2 separate regions of the Hordeum vulgare genome follow, and region 1 is linked to region 2. The links are chromatin contacts, called in public Hi-C maps. All regions are on one chromosome and are shown on one strand. The core of a region is the stretch at or near the end of the contact, and the rest is flanking DNA. Distances in the headings are between cores, read along the strand shown.

Evidence for each region. Hi-C and Micro-C count contacts between places; a contact is called where the count stands out from the background.
Region 1: a Hi-C map of leaf shows a contact between it and region 2, with 10 times the contacts expected there. The contact joins the promoter of LOC123444110 here to the enhancer-like site in region 2. A contact is called at or near these places in 4 of 6 Hi-C or Micro-C datasets (leaf and seedling).

What each region holds. Positions count from the first base shown.
Region 1 is chr3H:431,334,333-431,340,469 of MorexV3_pseudomolecules_assembly, reverse strand. LOC123444110 (YTH domain-containing protein ECT3) reads right to left here and starts at 1,413. Exons shown (of 9, transcript XM_045120726.1): 1 at 1,102-1,413; 2 at 53-117. The coding sequence starts at 1,138.
Region 2 is chr3H:430,726,879-430,732,983 of MorexV3_pseudomolecules_assembly, reverse strand. It overlaps LOC123444106, which reads right to left. Exons shown (of 14, transcript XM_045120721.1): 12 at 6,044-6,105; 13 at 4,679-4,828; 14 at 3,451-4,014. The coding sequence ends at 3,916. Among protein-coding and RNA genes, the nearest start is that of LOC123444106, 13 kb to the right of the region's middle. Within about 2 kb of position 3,118, at least 3 of the 3 cell types and tissues checked have open chromatin away from gene starts, as enhancers often do. A contact at or near this core is called in leaf and seedling, where this site is marked.

The sequences.
Region 1 (6,137 bases), core at 164-2,663, 610 kb before region 2:
AGATAAGCAAGCGGTATACTAGTATATATGTATAGAGGAATGAGAATCTTACCAAGTTGCCGTTGCTTGCCTTCGTGCTAGCATCAATCTTCAAGTTCTCTACTGCCTCTTCTATAGCTGGAAGATGCAAAAGTCAAGGCTTGCAAACAGAATATATACTTGAAAGGTCATTGCCCATGAGTGAGAACAAAATAAGCCAACAAGCCCAGATTGATGGATTGAAATGTTCTTGGTCCAATAATGCACAATAATTGCCTTGAATGAGCCCGTTAGAGATCAGAAGATCTACAGCGATCATCTTTCTGATTAAGTGCAAGAGACCGTTACATGAGCAACTTCGTGGTTCGCAAACACCATGCAGCAGCAGCAGATCAATAAGGGCATACAGCAACCGTATTCCTAAGTATACAAACCATATTATTGGCGCAGCTGCTAATAAATGGGAGTTGGCTCAGCTCTCACCATCTCTGAAAATCCGACATGTGAGGGATACCTAACAAATCTAATTGTGAATATAAAACAACAGAGACCTGCCCTGGCATGGTAATGGTAGGACGGCAAAACTGAATTATGTCGACAGCAGATTGAACTGTTTCGAAGTTTTCATGAAAAATGCTACGCGCCCAACGACAATTCAGCAACATAATCGACGATTTATTTATGTATTTTCAGACCGCGATCTGATCAGAGATCAAAAAGTCCCTTAAAGCCAGATCAGAGGAAAAGCTTTTCCAACCCTTTAAATTAAACAAGTGTAAAGAAAGATGAGAAATCAGGCTGAGTACACACGCCTGTCGTCCATGAAAAAAAGAAGAGGCAGAAACACTGGTACCAAACTGAAGAAAATACCCAAAAAAAATCGAGAATTTTGATCAAATACAGTAGTGGCATCTCTGACGGATAAAAGAGAGAGAGAGAGAGAAAAAAAATGGAGTTGGATGGCAATGGAACCGCTCAACTCAGCAGCACTGGGAAAGTTAGCAAATCAAAACAAATTTGAAAACACGGAGAAATCCCATTGATCGAATCCAAGAAGAAAGACAAGCCCGATATCATGTGTCAGATCCAGCTCCCGGCGGATGGACAAGGAGCAAAGGATACGCTTGTGGGTGAGCGCGGGCTTTGGCTTGGGCTCCATGAGGCCGCACCAGAGGTCGCCGCAGAAGAAGCCGGGGCTACGCGTGTCCTCCAGCTCGACCGTGGGTTGGGCCGGGAGGGACTCGCCGGAACCCTAGGCTGCTCCGGCCGCCTGTGCCGGAGGAGAAAAAGGAGCCGCGTCGGCGTCGGCGGCGTGGCGTGTGGTGTAGGGCGGGGGGCGCGGCCACGTGTGCGCGATCGGACGGCTGGGGAGCGGGGGTGGCGCGGTGTGGGGGCGGAGCAGCGAAGCGAAGCGAAGCGACGCGGCCGAAGCGGGCTCCTGAAATCTAGCGGGGGCGGGGGCGGGGGCTGGAGCAAAAGCAAAGCAAGGCAGCCGCTCCGCCTGTTGCGGCCGAATATTTGTAGCCTTTCAGCACTATGCGTTTCGCCTTTTTCTCTTGTGAGATGAGCTCGAAAGCTAACCATCGCGTTCCACATCGGTGCAATTTCATTTCTTGGTGCGTGATCAGTGTATTTGTGGTACGAGCGGCAGTTTTGTGATGTGAAGAAAAAGGGAGGCGAAATGTTGGTGGATGCCGCTGTCAACGTGAAGGTGCCGTCCGTACGGCCGTAAAAACGTGTCGTCAACTAATTCTGATGGCGTAAACTCTGTGATTTTCTTGATCTTAGCAAGTCAAGGTGGCGTGCGGTTTTTTATTTTTTTGGTTGATAGCAATCGGCGAGGAGCTACACCGGTTTGGATCGTGGAGAATAAGCGTCCAACCAACATGAACATTGAACTGTGTGCTCGCGGTCTACTAGATGTGTCGCGATAGCTTGACGGCAGTTAAGAGTGCCGGTCGGGGGGAGGGGGGGGCAGAGGATACATGCTGCGTTTTTCCAAGGTGAGGAATATTTGTGAAGGGCGACCCATATTTGGGTTGGGTCTAAAAGAAGAGGTGAAGAATTTCTGGTGGTCCAGATCACGATCGCTCGAAAATCAATCGTTTCCTGATGTGGGTGCGACCTGACCGCACCTGACCTGGCCGCGAAGGGAGAAATGAAGCGAAACAAGCCGGGAGCCCAACGACACCCAGGGGAATTCGGTGTCAAGCGCGGGCGGGCGGTTCAATTTGCGCGGGGTGCTGATCGCCGGTGCGGCAGGCAGGAGGCGACCAGAATAGTTGGCCTTTGGCATCAGGACAGGACCGCACGCGTTATCTTGGAGGATCAGTTGCGGAGTGGCGTCGGTGCAGGTGCGGTCTGGTGGCGCCCGTGCCCGCGTCAATAGTCGCCCGGGTTATCAACCAGACCGACGGCAACTATATTTTCGAAAAATTTCGATCTACTCCCTCCGTTCCGAAATATAAGACATTTTAAAGATTTGATTATAGACTACATACGGAGTAAAATGAGTTAACTTATTTTCTAAAATATGACTACATACATCTGTATGTAGTATATAGTGGAATCTCTAAAAGATCTTATATTTAGGAAAGGAGGGAGTATTTATCTTCAGTCATAATATTATAATAAACATCAGAAATAATAATAAAAATTACATTCAGATTTGTATATCATTTAACGATGACTACGATCACGGAAGCGAGTCGAAGACGTGTCGCCGTCATCGCCCCTCCCTCGCCGGAGCCACGCGTAACTTATTGTAGTATACGGTCGATAAGTCGTCGTGCTAAGGCCTTATAAGACCAACGCACCGGAACAACAATCGCCGCCGATGAGAAAGCTTTGATCGAAAGATTCAATCTAAAGACACGTGAACAAAGACGAACAAGGACCGGATCCAAACACATCCACCAAAGACAACCACCGACCAAATCTCGCGAAATCCACTGGTAACACACCTTCACACGTCCTCTAATGATACTAAACGCAACACCAAAACAGGGGATAGACGGAAAGAATCTTATCCCATCTCCAAGAAGTCGTCTTCGTCTCGTCTTTCTGAACATGATACAAACCCTGTCAAAACTTGAAGAAACACCTAGAAACAGAGTCGTGCCGCCAACAAAGGTCGGGATACACCGCGCACGCATGACCCTAAGAGCATATACAACCACGGTTTGCAAATTCGAACCCTCAAACATCCGCAGATGTTAGAGCATATATCTCCATATGTGGTTTTGGTAATTGATGACAATTCCTATGGACTAATGGTTGCCTTAAGTTATATTTATAGGATTTGTCCATAGGCACTTCTTGAAGTCCATCTGTTGGGTTCAAGGAGTTTATATGATGACCAAGATGGTATTCAAGGTATTATCCAAAGAATGGTCATAGAGACACAAGGTTGATCAAGATCTCAGACAAAGAGTAAATCAAGATGATCAACACACAAAGCGTACAAGATGTACCAAGAGGGATCAAGTGATCCCATGGTATGGTAAGCATTGTCCATTACGTGTTTATGTACTAACTCATGGTCTTCATGAGAGTTCTATGTGTGGTTAGGTGTGTTTCCATGGGCTTGCGTCAAAAGGAAGATCTCATACAACCCATGAAGGATGACGTCAAGTGGTGATCATCATCAAGATTGCGGTGTGCAAGTTCAAGAGGATCAGCACGAATATATCGTGCTTGAAGCATGCCGTCCATTGTGGTGGCAATGGACTTGTGAAGGTATGCTAAAGAGTGGCTCACCCATAGTGAGTATGGGGGAGCAATCAACTAATCTTCATCAAGCCAACGCAATCAAGAAAGGTGGTCCATCTTGAGGAAGCCAAGATCATCATCATCTATCTCAAGAGGTCGAGGTGCGAGGTATAGGTTTGCCCTTGATAGGTTTTCTGTTTAGGATAGAATGTTGTACTCTCAAGGGGGGCTCTCAAGTGATTAGCTTGATCGTATCGTTCGTTGAGAGCTCAAACCATTTGCATCCTTGCATCATACTTCTTGGTTCTTATTTGGTGTTTCTCTTTGTGATTTTTAGAGCTTATGGTCATCTTCATGACAAGCTTGAGTTCATCGAAAACGGAGTCCATATGCAACTACTATGATGTTTTCTATGTTGGAGTTTTTGTCGGTTCTTCATTCATAGAGGTCTCACATCTCTAGATCATTGACATTTTCATATCAGCATGGTCTTAAGATTTTTATATCTGTTTGGATTGCTCTTGTCGTCCTGAATCCAACAAGCTTGGGTTTGCTCGATTCGGAGCTCGTATGCGAAAGTTATGGCTGTTTCAGTGGCGAACAGTAGTACCGCTGGCCCTAGCGGTAGTACCGTTTGAGCTGGCGGTAGTACCGCTGGCCCAGCGGTAGTACCGCCTCGGGTCAGCGGTAGTACCGCTCCAGGACTTTAGTACCGTCATCTTTGCGGTTGTACCGCGTCGGACCTTTTTGCGAAGACTTTCTTGGCGGTGGTTGGCCCGGTAGTATCTTTGCGCTACCATGGGCTCAGCGGTAGTACCGCTGGAGGGTCAGCGGTAGTACCGCTACAGCCAGCGGTAGTACCGCTAGAGGGTCAGCGGTAGTACCGCTGGGCTCGGGCTGTAAGTGGGGGTAACGGTCTGATTCCTTCCCCCACTATATAAAGGGGGTCTTCTTCCCCCTTGGTCTTATCCATCCGTTGAGCTCTTGTTCTACCTCCATTGTTGAATTCTTAGAGCTTGCTAACTCTCAATCCCTCAAATGATTCTTGCTTGTTCTTGAGGGAAAAGAGAGAGGAGATCTAGATCCACATCCACCAATCACTTTCTCCTCTATGTGAGGGGAACCCCTTGGATCTAGATCTTGGAGTTCTTTGTGAGCTCCTTGTTCTTCCTCTCATATTTCTCCATAGCTTTCGTTGTTGTGGATGGATTTGAGTGTGAGGGACTTGACCACTTCGTGTGTTCTTGCCATTGCATTAATTGCATCGGTTTGAGTTCTCCACGGTGATACGTGGAAGTGAGAAGTTGAGAAGCTTATTACCTTTGGTACTTAGTACCCTAGATATTGTTCTTCGTGGATGCTTTGGCGTCCTAGAAGTTTGGTGGTGTCTCGGGGCTCAATCATTGTGGTGTGAAGCTCCAGGCAAGCGTCGGGGTCTCCAATTAGGTTGCGAGATTGCCCCGAGCAATTTGTACGGGTACCGGTAACCGCCCAAGGGTTGCCACGTGTACGGGTTCGGTGACCGCCCCCAAGGGTTGCCATTTGTACGGGTTCGGTGACCGCCCTCAAGGGTCCCTTAGTGGAATCACGGCATCTTGCATTGTGCGAGGGCGTGAGGAGATTACGGTGGCCTTAGTGGCATCTTGGGGAGCATTGTGCCTCCACACCGCTCCAACGGAGATTAGCATCCGCAAGGGTGTGAACTTCGGGATACATCCTCATCTCCCCGTGCCTCGGTTATCTCTTACCCGAACCCTTTACTTATGCACTTTACTTTGTGATAGCCATATTGTTTATTGTCATATATCTTGCTATCACTTAGTTGTTTATCTTGCTTAGCATAAGTTGTTGGTGCACATAGGTGAGCCTAGTTGTTGTAGGTTTTGTGCTTGACAAATTAAACGTTAGTTTTATTCCGCATTTGTTCAAGCCTAAACCGTAATTATTTTAAAGCGCCTATTCACCCCCCCCTCTAGGCGACATCCACGTCCTTTCAGCAGATGCGTCCGCGCGCACCGATCGGTCACCCCTCAAATCTGCTTGTCCACATTCAACTCTCTTATATTTGATCCCCTAGATCGACACAAAGAATGTAAAAAAATCATATGTACCATGTACTATCCTAGTCTTCGTCGTCGGAGATGGCCTCTAGCTCATCCTTGTCCGCCGCTGCATGCACCACCTCTAACGCAGCCCGTGTCGCCTCCATCTCCTGCCAACGAAGACGACTGGCCTTCATAGCCGACTCCGAGTGGATGGAGTTCATGATGGCCTGCTGCTCCGCCCGCGGATTCACGTCCTACTCCGACGCCAGCTCCTCCTCCCCACATCTTCCTCCATCGACTCCTGCTCCTTCACTTCCTCCTCCAGCTCCTCCTCCAAATCCTCCTTCGGATACAGAGGCAGCCCCACAGCCCTCCGGATCCGAACCTGCTCAATGAGCCAAA
Region 2 (6,105 bases), core at 1,869-4,368:
CCGCCCCGGCTTCCGCCCCCGACGCTGCGCCCGCCCTCAAGAAGAGCGGCCGAAGGCGGCCTCCAGTGGGCCGCGAGGGGCTGCCTCCAAGGTCGCCGGCGAGTCCTCCGCCGTGACCAAGCCGCGGAAGAAGCTCGCGACGCGGAAGAAGCCCGCTGCCACGCCCGCCGAACCTCCTCCCGTCGCGCACGAGGTGTTCGAGGAAATGGCAACCCCATCCTCGTTCATGAACCTCCTCCAAGACGCGGAGGTGGACCTCGGGGCTCCGCCTCTAGAACCCTTTAGGGTTGGTGATGACTTGGAGGAAGATGAGGAGGATGAAGGGGATGACGAGGAGGAGGTGGTCGAGATAGGGGAGGAGGCATTCACCGCCGCTTCCCGCCCACACGCGCGGTCGACAAACTACACCGAGGCGGAAGATATCCTCTTGGTTTGTGCTTGGGCAGCTGTGGGGATGGATGCAACCACCGGCACCGACCAAACCGGTAAACGGTATTGGCAAAGGATCGAGGACAACTATTGTAGGATCAAGCCGAAGAATAGTGGGTTCATCTCTCGCACTTACCGGTCGCTTCAAGGCCGGTGGGAGTTGATGAAGCCCGCTTGTGCTCGTTGGAGTGCGGCCATGGACCAAGTGAGGGATGCACCACCTAGTGAAACCGTGGAGAGTGACTATGTGAGTACATATCTCTTCACTATTTTGATTATGTGTGTGTACTATGCTATTGTTGTGTTCTTATGTGATTATGTGTGGTTGATAGGAGACAATTGTCGGCATGAGGTACAAGGAGATGGCCGCTTCCAAGGGCAAGCCATTCCCATTTAAGCATGCTTGGGCAATTCTTCAAACCTTTGACAAGTGGAAGTTGAGGGATCAAGAGACCGCACCCAAGAAGTCGGCAATGCTTAGGATGGATGATAGTGAAGATGAGGAGGGGGAGAGGAACTTGGGCAAGCCCGAGGGAACCAAGAAGGGCAAGGTAAGGGTGAAGATGGAAGGAGAGGCGTCAAGCCTAAGGGAGAAGATGGAGCAGAGACTAGAATCCTCAAACCCAACCCTTATAACAGAAGGGAAGATGGAGCAAAGACTGGAGGGGGAAGATGATGATTGTGTGATGTAAAAAATATTAAACCATGCAGCAATGATCTTTATTTCCATGTTTGTTTGAAGTTTTATTGTGTGATTCTAGTGAAAATTGTGATATGCCAAATGACAGTTTGAAGGGTTGGGGTTGAGGCAAAGACTAGAACCCTCAAACCCAACCCTTATAATTTCCGTTATAAGGGTTGGGTTTGAGGGTTCTAGTCTTTGCCTCTGTTTTTCAACCCTTAAAAGTGTCAAAAATGGTCAATTCTCAACCCTTATAACTGATTTTGAATTTAAGGGTTTGAGGGTTTTACTAGAGATGCTCCTAAGTTGATGGCCAGCGAGGCGGCTGTGCACCTCCGGTAATGGTTTCCATGTAAATGTCAAAAGAAAAAAAAAGATTGGTGCTCCGTGTAACCGGGTGATCATGCGCGACGGAGCGGGCGTCCAGCCCGAATCCCACTCCCACGCGACGCCGCGCGCGCTGGGCTCATGCCCGATCAGGCACGACCCGGTATTGATTGGCAACAAGTTCCCAAAAGCGGAGCCACAAGCTTCAAATTTGTCCGCGACTACTGCTGAATGCCGATGGATGGGCGGGGAAAGAAGCAAGGCCACATGCCCAGCCCAGGCAGGCGGCAACATATTCTGTCACGGCACATGGTGGTACTCCATTGATGCCTGGCCCCTCCAGCTCATCATCCATTTGACCACGGTATCGCATTCGCAGGGTAGGAGCACCGTCACATGTGTCCCGTATTTACAAGCGCAGGAAGGAAAACTGCTCTGGCTGCAAGCTGATCCACAGGGCTAAGTGAAGGTCTTTGGAACGACGACTGGGCCGTGTTTACGTTCAGTTGGCAATCAGAAGGGATTCTATGGCCTGGATTTTTCTAGTCGATCTGTAGGTCGAGAGAAGAGTCGTAGGCGTTACAGGAGGATGTCTGCGTTCGTGGTCAGTATGTCACACGCGTATTCCGGATCTCACTGCATGCATGGTGAGTGATCACTAGTCTTATCATGCACAGCGAGGCGTGAGTAAAAAAATTACTAATATAAAAACCAATCCTTCTATCCTATCCCAGGTGATAATGAGAATTGTACTGTTTGTGTGTGTGTGTGTGTGTGTCTTACTGTCAGGCAATACAGGAGCAGCAGGAATGCTTGCATTGCAAGCCCTAAATCTAAGTGGGTTGTTGTATCAGGCACAGCAATGGAGCCAGCCTTCCCTTCAAGCGACGTAAAACTCGGCTACGCACTGCGAATTCAGGCTCAGAAACATGCACCGGGCTGCTCATCACAGGCCTTTACGACAGCGTGCCGATTCCCAAATGCTGACAGGCAAACGTGGCATCGGTCACCATAAGTTTCCGCAATACCAAATGGGGAAGTTGAGTTCACGCTCGAAAAGGTATACGGAGCTATGGAAGTTCAAATGATGACCGATGTAAGGTGCTACATGGAGATCAGTAACGACGCACTGGTAGTAGCAACAAGAAAAAGGGAAAGGCACGGCCACTTAGAACTTTCACAAGTCACAAGGAAACAAGATGCGAGATCGCCACTCACCAGCTGGACTACACCAATAGGCAATACGGAGTACCAGCACTAGCAGCAGCTCCTCATCCCCCCCTTGGTGGAGATACGTACGTACGTACAATGTGTGGACACAATCATACGCAAGTACAATATCTATCTGGTAGGCTGGTCGATTGCGTACGTACAGACTTTTCCTCACATTACATTACATTACAATTGCGTACACTGTTGTTTATGGAGGTTGGTACGCGGTCGAACATTCCCCGCGGAACAAGGCCGAATCAGTGGGGGGCTCTCTTACCACCATCATCATTGTAGAAAGAGAGAATTGTGGGGTTTTGTTATTTGTCTCCAGCTAACCGCAGCAGTTGACCTGGCCGTATGCGCATTAGCTGTAGCCGTAGGGTTGTTTCATGCATGTGTGTGGGCACATGGGCGCGATACGGTGCCGCAAACGCCTCGCAAAAGTCCATGCTCATACGTGCATGTCGACGCGTTTGCGACCTCTCTCGAGCGGATGATGATAAATTCATAATGCATGGCAGCCGTTCCAAGTGGCGCAGTACCGGCGAACCTGCAACTTGCCAATTATTGTGATTATCCGCTTCCAATCATCGGTGGCCTGCCGGTACGAGTGGCATTTGGCCAGCCGATCCGGAATGGATAGCCTGAAAGCCGGATGACGAGTCGAAAAATCAACAGGTCGGTGGGAAATACCATTCTCCTATATACCATACCAATACCAATTGCATGCTGGATGTTACCAAAATGTGGAATTTCCAAACGCAATACTGGCAAACGTGATACTGTAGACATCACCAAAATGCCATAACAAAGAAAAAGATACCAACACGCGCCGCACAAACAAAGTTCTCATATGTCAAATCTGCTAAGATATAGTTATATCTGGCCATGGGCCGGGCCCTAAAAAGCCCACGACAAAAAACTGAAGCCCAGGTCTGGCCCAGGCCCTGCCATCGGGCCTACTTTGAAGCCCTATCCCGGCCCATCTGTTGAAAAGCCCGTCGGGCTTGGGGCCGTGGGCTGAGCCTCTTCCTTAAAATCCCAATATGTCAAGTCCAAGCCTGGCCCGGCCCTGCCGGTGGGCTCAAAACTCAAGCCCAAGCCCGGCCCACAGGCAAGCCCATAGGGCCTAGGCCCTGGATTTTGAGGCCGGGCCAGGCCGGAGATGCCCAGGTATAGATATAGTATTCGATATTCAGTTATCCAACTTCACAGTCTGGATTCCTTTTTACATTTATGGTAGACTAACACAGGCTTCAGTGTTTTCAAAAATCACAGAACAGCAAGAGAGAGTCATCATGTCTAGTGAGGGCTAGGATCAAAATGTTCTTTCTGTTCCGCAGCTTTGTTTCGTCCTTCGAGCCCTGCAACACATGATATTTAAACAGTGAGTGAGTTGAGGTCAGGTTGCACACATCTGTGCAAGTAATATCTGCTTAAAGCCAACAAAGTTAGTTTCAACTAATCCCCATACTCATGAGTTATGGTATAGTTCATTCAGTAAGATGGCATGGTGGCAACTAATCCCACATATTGCAGGCAGGCAAGACATTATTCTTGTTATGACCAACGTGCATAGCACTGCACATCAATTGTCCACAACCTCCCAGTGATGGTACTAAATGTAAACTGATCTCAGCCCATTGGACTCTTCCATCTAGTAACTTGAAGAGTTATTTCTGACCAAGGTTTTCTATATGGGAGCAATGGGAATTATTGGTTTGGATATATGGTTGCATATCTTGCTGCTCTGCATTTGGGATGAACTAATGTAAGCCTGATCCCAGCCGAACAAGATTATGAAAATATGACTCGGTAAAGAAACAATCGTACTGAATTGCAACTATGATACAGCATAAACACATTATATAGTCATGTATGTACTGTGATGACAAACATATGGAGCATAGAGCAACAAATCCTGACATGCATCCTGAATTCATGATACGTAAAACTAATAATAATGTTTTATTTAGGAAAGCACAGCTTACAGCTAAAAAACTATAATGATGATCATTAGATAATAACCTCGAGTAGAAGTTCAGCAATGTAATTCACCATCTGGCGCAAGTTCAAAGCAGCATGGTAGAGATTATCGACAAATTGCTCACGAAATGTATTTTTGGCTCTCCATACAAAAAACTGCGCGTACCCTGTTCCTGCTGCGGAAGCGATTTTCTGTAAACAAAATAGAATTATTGTGAACAGAAGCACAAAATGAGGCATATTTTTTGTTACTTTTGAACTTACAAGATAGCTATATACTATGCATATAGATATCCTGTGATTTACTACACAAGTTCTCCTAGCTTTAATGCATAGCCAGTTCTTTAGGTTAGCTTGAAACTGAGGTAGCAGAACTGCAGTAGCGTGGAAGCTCTGAACTATTGCTCCAGGAAAGTAACCGGAACTTGAAAGTTGCTATAGAAAAATTGCTAGACCATAACTCTGCCATGGGCAACGTTTGGAGCAAAAAATACCGTTATATGTGACTTAAAAACATATCATTTTGTCAAACATCTAGTGCAAACACTTATTGGGGGTAAAACAGAAGCACAAAAACAGCAATAGCAGATGCATCCAATTTCCTAGTCCCAGCAAATTTTCTACTGTAGCAGTGCAACAGAATCACTTTCCAATGTATTATTTATGGATAGTTCCAACTATGATAATGCAGCATTAGAGAGCCTCTCTAGCAGATTCCTTATAACCCACTCATTCCTGCAAATTTGCAACTATAAGGAATAAGCACTTTCGCTCCTTATCCTTTTTTTTAAGGATCTTCACGAAAACTGGTTTTGTTCTGTAAATTTACACAAGTTCCTTACAACCATTTTAAGCAATGAGTGTTTAATGAAGCACAGAACCTAGATATGTTCTTGAGCTGGTGAAACTTATGGGTGCAAGAAGTTCTAAACTTTTGTGATATTACCAATGGCCACACTACAAAACTCAAAAAGTGTGGGTTAAGGTGTTCGAGCACCATTCACATAACTAGGCATTCCTCTAGAACATATAACTGGATATTATTTGTGTTTAAGTACTTAATGTGTCAAGAAAACTTTAGATACTTGCTCTTGTATTAATTAACTTATCAGGTTCGTTTACAAGCTTTGTCCCAACCAAATGCTCAAATAGTGTTTTTAAATTGCATTGATGCTTATAAATGTATGCCGATTTATGATGAAAGTAACGCAATATATCATAAATTCATGGTGCATTCGTAAGGCTAACACGGGTCACCTGCCCTGTATAGTAAAGTACAGTAGTAGACTATCAAAGCAGTGAGGTTATCACACAACTAACATTTAAAGTAAGGAGGGTTATCATTGTCATTCTCTCTGCCCTCCAAGCAAGAAATACTACTTTTTCTGATGACACTAGGAGACAGACCTCTGTATCTATGTAGCCGTCGTTCCATAGTTTGTACAAAGTTGAATGAACAATCTGCTTGT